Linked DNA regions of Xenopus laevis: region 1 is linked to region 2. A link is a contact called in public Hi-C data. All regions are on one chromosome and are shown on one strand. The core of a region is the stretch at or near the end of the contact, and the rest is flanking DNA. Distances in the headings are between cores, read along the strand shown. Region 1 has its middle 94 kb from the start of plekhh2.S. Region 2 holds the start of zfp36l2.S (ZFP36 ring finger protein-like 2 S homeolog).

What was found. A called contact is a pair of places that touch in the nucleus more often than the background predicts.
Region 1: a Hi-C map of the XL177 cell line shows a contact between it and region 2, with 5 times the contacts expected there. The contact joins the enhancer-like site here to the promoter of zfp36l2.S in region 2. A contact is called at or near these places in 2 of 4 Hi-C or Micro-C datasets (the XL177 cell line and the XTC cell line).

Annotation. Positions count from the first base shown.
Region 1 is chr5S:20,306,322-20,313,343 of Xenopus_laevis_v10.1, forward strand. No RefSeq gene overlaps it. Among protein-coding and RNA genes, the nearest start is that of plekhh2.S, 94 kb to the right of the region's middle. Within about 2 kb of position 2,225, at least 1 of the 7 cell types and tissues checked has an H3K27ac peak or open chromatin away from gene starts, as enhancers often do.
Region 2 is chr5S:20,130,230-20,136,959 of Xenopus_laevis_v10.1, forward strand. zfp36l2.S (ZFP36 ring finger protein-like 2 S homeolog) reads right to left here and starts at 5,073. Exons shown (of 2, transcript NM_001087141.1): 1 at 4,814-5,073; 2 at 703-2,422. The coding sequence starts at 4,864. The coding sequence ends at 1,382.

The sequences.
Region 1 (7,022 bases), core at 975-3,474, 170 kb after region 2:
AGCACCCTGATAGCCCATGAATAGCCCATATGAAGAGTGCACTTCATCAAAAATATGTTACTATTACATGGACATGCTCCTCACGTGAGTCAACTGGATCAGAACTGAACCCTTTGTACAGATAATCTTCTAATGGATCTCAATTCTGAATTGCTTCATTGATGATGTGAAAAGGATATTTAAAGGGCATGTAAATTCATTACTTTGCTTAATGAAAAAGAAACCTATCTCCAATATACTTTAATTAAAACATGTGTACCATTTTTATAAGAAACCTGACTGTATACAGTGAAATTCTCCCTTACTGCTGTGGATAGGAATTGTCAGACGGTCCCTAAATGCTCTGCAGGGAAACAATCATATTTTGGAACAGCAGGGGAAGCCCCCGCCTTACTTCCCAGCCTTGCAGAACTCAAGCAGCTTTGTTTGTTTCCCTGTAGACCAGTCAGTGACTGTGTAGAGATTTGTATTGGATTTTATTTTTGCCTTTACATCCCCTTTACTGTTTCCAACTCCAGCTGCAGAGACAAAGATCATGGAGCCAGATTTAAACAGATAAACTGGGATTCTAATTGAAGGATTATTTTGCTGCAGCCACTGGTTCTGCAGAGTTGGAGAAAGTTTGTATTAAACAATACAAAAACTAAAAATCCACATTAGATTTCATGACAACACAGGACCCAGTGCAGTCTGTATATTCTGATTATTAATCAGTCTTGCTGTATCGGCTTCTGGCAGATTTTATTTGACTTGTGCTGTTTATGATTTATGACGATCCCTAAGCAGCCCAGACCACACTGAGCATGTGCACAGTCTTGGTCTTGCAAAGATGTTTAACACATTTACAAGAGTGTGACCCCCTGTGGCCAACTTTGAAAGCATAAATATTTTTTTGATTAGGCTTGTGGCGCAGTAAGTTCATGTTTATGTTTAGTATACAAAATACAGCATTTCTAGCCTTATTCTATTTTAGACTTTACTTCCCCTACTTTACTTGCAGACTAGACAACCATTAGAAATTAATTCAGTCTTTGTTTAGCTGACCCTGTAGTTTGTGATCTATATAATTATGTCTGTAGGATTAAATAAATGTATATACCTTTTATATAAAATAGGAATTTTAATATAGATTAACTTAATACGGAACTTTTAATAAAGAGTAACGTTTATTTTACTCTTGGAAGCCTGGATTTGGAAAGAGAGCTGGTCATTTGGTCATGATGCCTTAAGTTAGATATCCTAACTATTGAACCTTGTATACCACCTTAAGGAGAAAGAATCATCATTAATTAGGTCTTGATCGGAACAACCGAAATATGGGACATCCATGAGTTTGTAGTTTTAAAGTGGAGTTCCATGTTGCCATTACCTGACAAGTGATAACGTATCCTCTGTCAGTAATTGTATGTGTTGAACCATTTCATTGTACAGCACCGCAGAATATACTGACGTTTTTAAGACTTGTTCTGTACTTCTCATTCTATATAAGCTCTCAAGACTTGTTCTATACTTCTCATTCTTCTACCCCATGGATTCCAGCTAAGTGCTAACCTTCAACCTCCAACTCACAAGAAAATATCACAACAGTAATGCAGTCTACCATTTATTTTGACAGTTTGGCCACTAGGGCCCACTGATTGAAGTGGGGTTTTTCTCACTGTTCTGTATCTGTATGGGAGTTTCCACCCACAAGAACAAACATATGAATGTTACATAAGGTTCTCTGTACAGAATAACACATGACACTATGCTTTATTTAAAAGTGAATTCTGCCTACAAATAGAGCGTATCTCTCCTCCAGTATTGCTCTTTACTTGCCGTAGGAGACACACAGCAGGTAAATGTTTGCATCTACCATCTATGTGCATCTATGCACATGCTAACAAACCAATGCAGATACCAGTGAGCATTTCCAATAGTTAGTAATAGTTTCACATTTTTATGAGAGGGAATCATATTTTCGGACATCTAGAAGTGCATTTCATTCATAACTAACCTGTGTTTGGGAACGAGGCCAACACAGGTATCGGCGCTAGACACATGGGGAATGATAAAGATATTTCTAGGCTCTTTCCAACAAGCAGATACAGTGGTGTTATCCAAGAGAGGTCTCCCAGTTCCTATTTAGTTTGCTTGACCAGTTGGGGGGCAGTGGAAACTAATAATGATGGTCTGATAGATCAGATACCTGGTTGCCCAAGAATGGCTCCCTATAGACCACAAGCAATTTGATTGGGAGGCCTAGTTCAGGCTGGATCTGGGAAAGGAAGATTTACCCAGAAAATATGTTACAGGCATAAGGCCAAACTGGAAAATGTGTGACCTTATCTGATGTAGTGATCATCAGGCATTTACTGAATGCAGCCTATGAACACCCCTTGGATATTGGGAACAAGTAGGGGAGCAGCACTTTCCAGCTCACAAACGCCATTCCAGGAAAGCTCAATAGGCTGCAGCAGAGAGTGTCTAACTCCCATATGATATAGCTTGTGGGCTATGTAGCATTCACATACCTGTATCCACGGTACAATTTTACCCAGAATTTTTCAGAATTTCTTGTGATCTTTAAACCCTGCTGACAACTTTTTTGTAGGCGCCACCCAATCAGTTTAAATCAGTGATAGCTGGGCTTTTTAAGCTCAAGTTTCCCTTTCAGATGTAACCTTTGTTCTTGGACAACTTTAGCAAATACAATGGTTACAGTTATAGGTAAAAAGTTGTATATTGGTAAATGAGCCAGTTTCCCCCCCAAGTCACAGCAACATTTTGCATACGTGGTATTAAGTTCCTTTTAATTCTGAGTCCCAGATTCCCAGATTCAATTCTGAGTCCCAGATTCAAATGCTGGCTGGTTGTTCCGCACACAACTGGAAAAGCTGAGCATTTCATGCGTCTGTGCCAAATGTGTGCTCTACTCATTGGCCCTTCTATAATCCTTCTTGGCTAGTTAAAGCCTAATGGCATTGCCAAATTACTTGCAGCTAGCTCTAGTTAAACACTTGTTTGTGTTGCGGGCAACGATCCACCTGCCAAATTCATCTGGTACCAATAGTGTCACTACTGTTGCTACGGTGATATTTGGAACCATAACAATCCATCATGAGCTGATGACATTAAAACTGCAATTCCTAAGCAATGAGAGGTGGTGTATGATTCAGTGGCATGTGACCCACAGGGCTGAACCAGAGCCCACGCAAACAGCAGAATCAAGAGCATGGTGGCTCTCAGATGCTGCAGAACCTCTTGGGAAGCTCTTTAAAGCAGGGCATTCTGTACCTCTTGTATCATTTGCATTTAATCTGTAAGCTCAGTGTTTACACCCATATATTGTACAGCGCTGCAGAATACGTCGGTGCTGCATGTGATTAAGGATAATATGAAGGTGCAACTGTAAAATCAAGGCATTTAGTAGAACAGTCAGAGGATTTAATTAGGGAAGTACCAAATATGGGATTCAGTTTGAGGCTGAGAGTAAAGATTGCAGAGCGAAGGAACAGGGACAGCACTCCTAGGTAGGGATGGGCGAATTTTTTCGCCTTGTTTCGCCGAAAAAATGACACCGATAGACTTTTATGGCGTTGTGCGTCAAAATAAAAAGACGTGCGACAAAATTTTTTTGACGCCCATAGACTTTAATGCCCATCGGCGACAATTCGCCAGCGCCAGCGAAACGAAACAGATCAAATTCACCCAATTCCTACTCCTAGGATTTAAAGAATTGCCAAACAAAAATGGAAATGCAAAATAGGAAAGGTTTATGACTTTTACAAAATTTGGCAGGTTATGAAAGTTTGAACACATTTCTATGGTTTTTATGTGTTATTACAGCTTTGCTAATGAAGGTGAATTGCCCTTTAAGCTGCAAGTCACAGTTTCCCCGAGACCTTCTTATCTTAAATTGTTACAATTGTTTCTTTGCTTATCTTAAATTGTTATAAATGTATCCAAGTTCACTTGCTACGTTTTCAGGGGCTCTCTGCCGAAAGCCAATTAAGTTTTAGAAACGTTTTATCTTTTTCTGGTTGTTCAGTGCAGGAGATCAAAGAGAAAGTCGTGACATTTCAGTTACAATCCGGGTTGAGCTGTCAAAATCGGGACTGTCCGGTATGGAGATGTTTGATTTCAGTGGGTGGGTCTGGGGGGGGGGTGAAAAGCACAAGGAACTGCAAATTTATATACCAGCCAGATGACAATCCTACCGAGGATGGTCAGCCCAGTGCATGGGTGGTCAGATTCTATTATTGTTAGAGCCAATAATCAGCAGCATAATTTGCAGATGCAGGGGGTACCTACTATCATGCTGCAAAGCCACATTACATTTGTTGGTTTGGAACAATCAATAGGACAGATTGATCCTTTGAGACCATCCCCTAAACTGTCATACAAGCTCAGACAATCCCACAGCAAGGTCAAAATCAGCCAAACCACCAGATCAAATCAGTGCTGGGTTGCCATCTCCCCCTTTAAAACCTGAAACACATTTATTTATATGCTTTCTACACTGGATTGTGAGCCCCGCAGGATGGGGTACCAAGTGGGCCCCATTTTAACTGTATACACTACACACCCCAGTTTACAGCCCATCGCCAGAGGTTGGACTTAATATACTTTTTTAACTTTTTAGTATTTTTTTTTACCAATGCCTGCCCAGTACAATAATCATGAGTCTTATGAATGTGACATTAAAAAATAAATACCATAAAGCTGAAATGAATAGCTGCAATGGCAATGAAAATGCCTCTCATTTAAAGTGCTGCTCACCCCACTAATACTGATAATGATTTTATCTTTATAAAGCAAAAAATCTGTTTCCTTCCACCTATTCTGCAACATGGATCTGCGCTGCCATCTGCTGGCTGACTGCAATACTTGTAACCAGTACTTGGATCTGGGGAGACTCCAGGAATTATGCAGCAGTCGGGGGTATCTTGTATATCAGGGCCCGGGGCACCGGCTCATTTCGCGCCAGTGAAGATCATTCTCAACCAATTCTCACCAGCAAAACAAGAGGACATAAGGATATCCTTGCTAGCCATACATAAAACTACACATTTGATTGCATTGATTGAAATAATGTTTTCATTTAAAATGGATTCTTATAATTATACCTTAGTTGGAATCAAGTACAAGCTACTGTTTTATTATTACAGAGAAAAAAGAAATCATTTCTGGATAATTGGATAAAATGGAGTCCTTGGGAGATGGCCTTTTGGTAATTTGGAGCTTTCTAGATAAAGGGTTTCTGGATAACGGATCCCATGCTTCTATATATATATATATATATATATATATATATATATATATATATATATATATATATATATATAGTGTACAGTCAATAATTATGTACAGTTTTGCAGGTAAGACGAGCACACTCTAGATAACTAAAAAATATTTATTCACAGTGGGTGAGTAATCTGGATAATGGATTTCCAGATAATGGATCCCATACCTGTATATATATTTATTATTATTATCATGTATTTATATAGCGCCAACATATTGTGTAGCACTGTAAAGTAAATGTGATTATACAACTAAATCACATGAATTATATACATAGAACATATGGAGTTACATACATAAAAACCAATACCGGTACAAAAGGTGAGGAAAGCCTTATGCAGAAAGAGCTTACACTCTAAAGGGAAGGGAGTAATACACACGGTGTGGGAGTGGGCAAGATTGAATTAAGTGGGTGAGAAATGTGGTACTGTATGTGGTGTTGCGTTTGGTAGTTAAGCAGAGTGAGGGTAGGCAATACCGATGCAGCAATAACTCAGCACTCACAGTACTTGCTTAAAAAATCATTTTTAATATGCACAATATCTAGATTTATCTAGATTATTTACAGAAACGGAACTAGAGGGAGGCGGGCCCTGGCGCAGGACGCGCAGCCGGGCCCCCTCCGTACACCCGGAACTGGCCCGGGAATATGCGACACGAAGCAGCGCGCGGACTGCTGGGGGGCCCTGAGGGGGTGCGGGCCCTGGCCCGCTCGCACCCCCTGCTCCCCTGGTAGTTCCGCCCCTGATTATTTATATTTACTCATTGCACTTGTTTCATTTATGAGCAATTGTAAGTTAATGTTTTACAGTTAGAAAAAAATGCACAAGGTGGTTCAGGCGCATCTGGAATAAACGTTGACCCTTTTTAATAACTGTACTAAATGTATTAGCTATGTATGATTGTAGTATGACCAGTGTTGGACTGGCCCACCAGGAAACTCCCGGAGGGCCCAGGTGTCAGTGAGCCCTCCTGCTTCAAAAAATTTGGCATATTTCATGGCCATTCCCTATTTCTATGAGAACAAAGAGGCTAAATAGACTGAATAATAGATTATAGCATGGAATGAAAAGAGACTAGGAGACTAGAGGTTGAGTGAGGAGAGGAATTATAATAGTACTGAATTATAATACCCTGATCTAAGGTATTTTGGTGGGCTCCTGGTCTAAGGTTTTTGACTGTATGACTGTATTTATGTCCTTTAGTATAATACATGCTACTCTCTCTTCCATTTCTTCAATACTTACCAAACTGTCATTTTGCCCTATAATAGTTTGTACTAAACTGTTTTTTACATTGCAACTGCCACCCTGCAATACTGTAATTCTCAAGCTACCCATGCTTGGCAATACACAGGGCTGGATTTACATAGAGGGCGGCCCTAGGCCTGCTGCCCTTCGTCACCCCTATCCCCTCCGCTTCATTTGTGCACATGCACAAATTTTCATCATCAGGTCGAGAGCACTGGGAAATGGCGCATGGGAAATTTAAAAAACGATTGTATCTCATGATCAGCTCCAGAGCTTCCGAATCAATGCGGGTGTGATTGGGCTTCATGCCGCCCCCTAAAGTCCTGCCTCCCTAGGCCCAGGCCTTGGTGGCCTTTCCACAAATCCGGGCCTGGCCAAACACAATTTAAAATAAGCTTGGCCTTCCCTGACTTGGTCAGTAGCATATTGATCTGTATATGGGCCCCTTTGGATGGCCTGCCCAAGAGATCCTTTGGAGAAAATTAA
Region 2 (6,730 bases), core at 3,823-6,322:
ACAGTATGAACAAATTACCAAATGTATACTTTTCACGAGATAATAAATAAGTTAAATATTTTTTTTTCATATCGAGTTGTGTGCAGTGACAGGCAAGCAACTCAGACAGCTAAAATAATAAAAAAAAAAAAAAAAGAAAAAAAAAGAAAAATCAGCAGTTATTCAACAATGAAACTAAACTCAACTGAGTGCTTCCAAATAGGAAAAACAAAACAAAACGTTGTTCTAAGCTAAACCGCCCACTAAGCGATGGAAATGGAACTGATGAAAAGACTTTGGAATGGAAGTTTTAGCACTTGAGAAAAAAAAAAAAAAAGGGCAATCTTAGAGGGGTGCTAGTTAAGGCATATTCGTGGCAGGATGTTGGACTCAACCAAAAATCGTAAAAATAAAATTAAGAAAAAAAACAAAAAGCTTATAAAGTTTAACCTGTTTGCTGGCAGGAGTAGGCTATGTCCTCCGGCAGCAGCAGAAGGGTCACTTAGGCAGAATTGTCTCCATTTTTATTACTGTGTACAAAGGCTAAACCTCAGGAAAGCTGCAATAATGCTTCAAGAGATGGAATGGTTGCTGGTGCATAAAAGTATCCCCTTCCGCCCCACCCCCTTCTTTCAACCCCACAGTTCTATAAAAAATAACTTTTGTTCTAGACGTTACATTTGCCCTTTATGTAAATGTCTTTTTGTTCAGCTTTTAATGATATTTTTTTTTTTTTTTGCTCAAGTCTTTATATCCCGGCCTCTGAGCCATGCCTCCAGCTTAACTAAAACTAGCAGAAACATGAATGGCCAAAACCAACCCAAGACAGAGTGCGAGCATCAGGAGAGTTTAAGTGTTAAGTTCATACTGTGATTGAAAGGCTGGATTGTATTGGGGGGGCAGGCATCACCTGACTTTCGACAGGGTGCCAAGTCTTTGTTGTGAAGTTAGGTGCTTGATGGGAACCCCCCATTCTTGTCTGTGGCCCTATAATGGCTGTTAAACTACACCTCCCAACATTCCAGCCAGCGATTATCATGGGTTGTGCGGAGTTGCTGTTCAACAGCCAAAAAGGTGATGTGTGAAGATGAGAAAGCACCCTGTTAGGAGTCCATGGTAGCAGAATTTACCCTAGAGCAGGTTGGGGAGCTCAGTCCTTCTCCTGCAAACAAATGGGTGAACTCTTGCAGAGTTGGGGAGGGATCACCCTACTCCAGAGTAGGGTGCAGAGTCCATACTGTGTTTCAGTGAATGTGTCTTGGGGGTAGGTGGAGACACAAGAAAAACAAAAAGTGAACACCCTACTCCTGAGTAGGGTGCAGTCTTTGTTGTGATTAGATGGATGCTCAATGTGCCAGAGTCCCTCTAAGCACTCATATTCAACAATAAAAAAGTGTTGACTTTAATCATCGCTGATGGATAGTCGGCTGAAGATGGGCAGGCGTCTGTTTGAGTCCAGGGTTGGGGAATCTGAGCCACTCAGGCTACCAGAGCTCAGGGAGCCACTCAGATAGCTATCCCGGTCAGACAAGGAATCTGGGGGACTAGGGGGGGCATCAAATACAGGTGACTCCGAAACTTTCCTTAAAGGTTGGAAGCTGAGGGGTGGGGAGGATGAAGGCTGGCGGAAGTAAGATGAATTCTGGGTGTGGATGGCCAGTGGGGTAATGAGACCTAGCTCCTGCCCAGAGAAAGTGAAGGCATTGTTGGCACAGGGGTTGTTGTTATTGAGCTGCAGCAGCTCCTGGCAGTAGAGGGAGCCCGAGGACTGTGGGGGAGGGGTACGGGAGGTTGGGCTCTCCAGCAGGGGGGCAGAGTCCAGGCTGTGGTTAGGAAAGCCAGAGAAACTGAGGCTATGGTGCAGTTTGGGGCGCTCCCCAGCCCCAGGAGCTTGTCGCCTCTCCTCAGCATTGTGGATGAAGTGGCAGCGTGGCCCATACGGGCAGAAGCCAATGGTGTGGAAGGTGCGGCACAGCTCGGTCTTGTATTTAGGGTGACGGGTCAGGCTGCGCAGCTCGTGAAATCCATGAGCAAACTGGCATTTCTCCCCATACTTGCATGCCCCACTCTCCTCAAATGGCCTGCAGAGTTCAGTCTTGTAGCGGGTTGAATTGACTTGTGCCCCAGCCTTCTGCTGCTGCTGTTGTAGGTGCAGGAGATGCTGGCTACGCTCCCCATTCTCGCTGAATGAGCGGTCCCTAAACTTGTTTTCCCGGTTAAGCAGGGCGGTGCTGCTGGCAGCTGATTCATTTAGCTGGTTGTTGTTGTTGTTGTGGCAGAATTTGGCTGGGTTGGTGCTGCCACTGAGGGCCTGTAGGTTACTGGCAGAGTGCCGGCGGAGGAATCCTGGGAACAAGTTGGAGTTGGTGGAACTCACCGGGCTGCCCACTGCCTTCTTGTCCAGCATGGTGCTCAGGGCCAAGTTATTCAGAGCCTTCTCGTTCTGCAGGGAGACAGTCACGGTTACTCTCAAGCAAAGGGAAATCACCATTGTGCAGACAATTCTAGCAATCACCCCCAAATTATATTACAATGCCTCCCCTAAAGAAACTCAATATCATACAATTGCACAAGGACTTCAACCCTGTGCTTTCTATATTACACACTTTCCCTACAATAACACCCTAGCATGCATCTACTGAAGAACCCACTAAATGTGTGACTGTTGCCCAAAATATAAGTTCTCTAACATATGCTAGAACTCGGAGCCTACACTACACTTCCACCAGCCAGTGCCCCAGTATGCATCTTCTAACCCCCCCCCCCCCAATAAAAGAACAGCAACTACTTAGTATGTATGCACACATACTGGGTACTCAGTATGTATTTTCATATTTTCACACCACCTGACAGATCAAAAGCAAGTTGGTACCCAATATTCTGCTGCAAAAAGCCCCTCAGATAGCATGCAAATGATAACACGCCCCAAAACACCACACAATGGAAAACAAATAACGCATTAGCTTGCAACTTTACAACTCACAAACTTCCAGCAGGGCACAAACAAAAATACAGGACAGGAAAGGTGGAGCTCCAAAATAGACATCCTAGTATCCACATGGGGAAAGATGACCCCAAAGGGAAGGAGATCTCTTCCAATTTCAACCATGGGCTACAGGTCTACTTCTGAGACTCCCAATAAGTCACCTCTAAAGATTTAGCTATAAGGCACCCCAAACACTCTACCAAGCGTGTTTGAAATATGTCAACAGTCATACAAATAAAGCTGCAAACTCCGTTGAAGAAGCACCAAAAGCTGTCCCTCCCACACCATTCAACATTGTCCTGCTAGAGGGAAGCCATAATGCTCACACAGCAGTGCAACTCCATTTCAAACAGACCACCCCATTTGTAATGCAGATAAACTTTCCACACACTTACATGACAAAGGGAGAGGGGGGTGCAAAAAAAAAAAAAAAAAAAAAAAAAAAAAAACTGTACGTAACGTTATGGAAACTAGTGTGGATGCGAAACCCACCAAGTAAGCTGCACAATGCAACCCCAGCTATAATGCAAAGCAGAGCTGAATATTCAACATGTAGTACCGAAACTACTAGGGGCCCCAATAAAGAGGAAAGACTGCAGCCCCATCTCAATCTAATGCAAGTCACCTCCCCCCACGCCAGTAAAAGGTAACTAAGCAGACAGCAGGCTCTGGCACTGCCACCCAGCACATGGCAACTGCACTCCAAGGAGCCTCCTAACTCAAGCAACAAACCACAGAGGCGTCTCCTACCCATACTGCCTTGCAACAGGAGTGTAGACTATAGCGCCAGAGACACTGCTACTAAACAGAATGCTGCAACAACTTCAAGCACTGCAAACACAAGTGAGCCCCATATCTCACTGCAAAAGAAAAAAAACCCACAGCACAGGGAGCATCAAGAGCCTAGGGCCACTAACCCTGCACAAGCAGGGAACCCCAAGAACCCAGGGGCCACTAACCCTGCAAAGGGAACCCCAAGAACCCAGGGGCCACTAACCCTGCAAAGGGAGCCCCAAGAACCCAAGGGCCACTAACCTTGCACAGGGAGCTCCAAGAGCCCGGGGCTACTAACCCTGCACAGGGAGCTCCAAGAGCTCGGGGCCACTAATCCTGCACATGGAGCCCCAAGAGCCCCGGGGCCACTAACCCTGCAGAGGGAGCCCCAAGAGCCCGGAACACTAACCCTGCACAGGGAGCTCCAAGAGACCAGGGCCACTAACCCTGCACAGGGAGCCCCAAGAGCAAGGGACCACTTACCTTGCACGGGGAGACCCAACAGCCTGGGCCATTAACCCTACACAGGGAGCCACTAACCCTACACAGGAAGCCCCAAGAGCCCATGGCCACTAGCCCTGTGATAAAACTGCTTTAAATCAACTAGAGGGGAAAAAAAAGTACCAACTGGGGGCAATAAAATAAAGGGGCCCCAACACTGTGCAGTGTGGAGTAGAGGAACCTATTTCCAAGAGCAAGAGGCCCACAAACTCAACTCAAAAGAAGTTGCAGAGCACAAGAGTCTAGTCTGTGGGGCTTCATAGCAGGGGGACCCCAGTTTGGTGCAAGACTCCTGCTGGGAAGAGAAACCCCGCCCTAGGGCTTTAGCCTCCAGTGCAAGTGAGGAGAGAGGGACAGGGAGTAGACTCAGGGCACGGGAAAAGCAGCAACCACCGACAGCGGAGTCCATTCTAACAGAACAAGTCTCTCAACTAAACTACAACTCCCATAAGCCCCTTCGAACAGCTGGAGAGCCACAGATTCGAGTTGAGAAGCCGCAGACAATTCCCACACAGTTAACACTAGGCTAAAACATTTCCCCATCCCAAGTCGAGGCCAAAAGCAGGAACGTACCTTGTACAACAGGTCAATGTCGTAGAAGGCGGATAAAAGGGTCGCAGACATTTCCAGATCCAGTTTGGAGGTTTCTCGGCGCGTCCCCCGGAGGAGCGGCAAATCCCTCGTGCTTGAGAGGCTTTGGAATAGCCACGACTGAAGTCACAGGGGGGAAGGATGGTAAATGGACTGGTCCGTTTAATGGGGAATATTCCACCAGCGGCCCAGGCAGGGGGGAGGAGTGGGAAAGGCTGGTTGGTTAATATAAGTGCAAGTGTGAGCTGACGGACTAGAACTCCCCGGACAGCATGCAGCGCTCCACTATATAAACTAGCAGAAGGGAGCGGGGAGGAGGAGCCAGAGCCGTGACCCAGCCGCTCTCTGTGAGGCTAAGCACTTCCCCTTGGCGTCACCGCCTCCTCGTTTCCTATTGGGTGCCGCCAATTTCCTTCTGGAGGACCCGACTGACTTTCTCTCTCTTCTACACAGTCACACTGTGACACGACACCGTGCGCTCTAGTTATCTGCGGTTCTGCGCGTTATAGAATTGAGCCGCCTGTTCGATGCCTTATTTATGCACGCGTATATAGCCAGGGATCCATAACGATATGTTGAAAAATCACTGATCTTTTTATACTGAACAATTACGTGCTCAGTGAGGGGAAAACTTTACTTGAAAGATTCGTTTTGCTTGAGACGCGTGTTTTGAGTTTCTGCTAAATAATTACCTCACGGTTCGGGTGTGAGGCGGTTTTCACGTGGTGTATCATTTCTAATTTGCAGCAATGGCTGCACTGCGCCAGTCCCTTTAGAATATAATCGATCTTCTATGCCTGTGGGACTGTTACATTTATTGTCTGGGCATTGCCAGTGTCCTAAAGCTAAACAAGAAGAGCATTATAAGATTCCTGCTAATCCCAAGTGCAGCACATCAAGCTCAATGTAACGTTTACCTGTGGTGAAAGAACCAAGATTGCGACCTGTGACTGGCGTTGCCACCTTTTCTGGAAAAAAAAAAAATACCGGCTTTCTCACATATTTATCTTTATTTCCTATTAATAACATTGGGATCAACCATCATTTTTACCGGTCAGGTGGCAACCCTACCTGTGACTGAAAATCAGAACTACTGATAGGGATACATGATACAATTCCTGGAAATGTAGTGCGCTTGAGTGGCTGTGATTGAACTGCAGCTTCCAGCAGCTCACGGTCAAAAACCCAGCAGATACAGATTTGGCTGTGTGAGCCCGTTGCTTTATGTATTTCTAAAAGGCGTTATGTGCACGGTCGTCTAATCCGTTCATATAAAGCACCAGTTCCATTGCATAACCTTTGTCTGCGAGCCCCTTATTTGTTAGAATTTTGTAAAGCGCCACATAGCTTCTGAGCACGATGTAAATTAAGGACAGTGTTGCAATTCCTCCCCTTTGCAAATCGGGAGAAACTGGAGGGCCATAGATTAGATGTTCATGTTGTATCTAAATCCATGTACAGTGCAATGCTGCAGAAGATCAGAGTTGCTTAGTGCAGGTTGAGTCGTTCACGTATAACAGAAGTGAGCACAGGATCAGCGAGAAATTCAGGGGGTTAAATATTAGTGCTCATACTTATAACACACTGGCATATGTGCTGGAGTTTGGGCTGTCACTTTTCCCACAACACTTGTTCCCTCACTTTGATGACTGCCTTCTGGAGTGAGGAATCCACAGCCCCACTGCTTGTTGTTTTCTGCTTCCCATAGATCTCTCACTCCAGGGGCACTGACAGCAGGGTGTCTCAGTGAGGGAAACTTGACCACCCTTCCCTTCTTTCCTGTTTATTTCCTCTCCTCCCTTGTCTGTGTGCTAGAAAAATGCTCTGGAAACGAGGCGGAAACTTTTTTTTTCTTTTGGCAGTCTGGCCTTCCAGAGATCCTGAACTGACAGCGCAGCA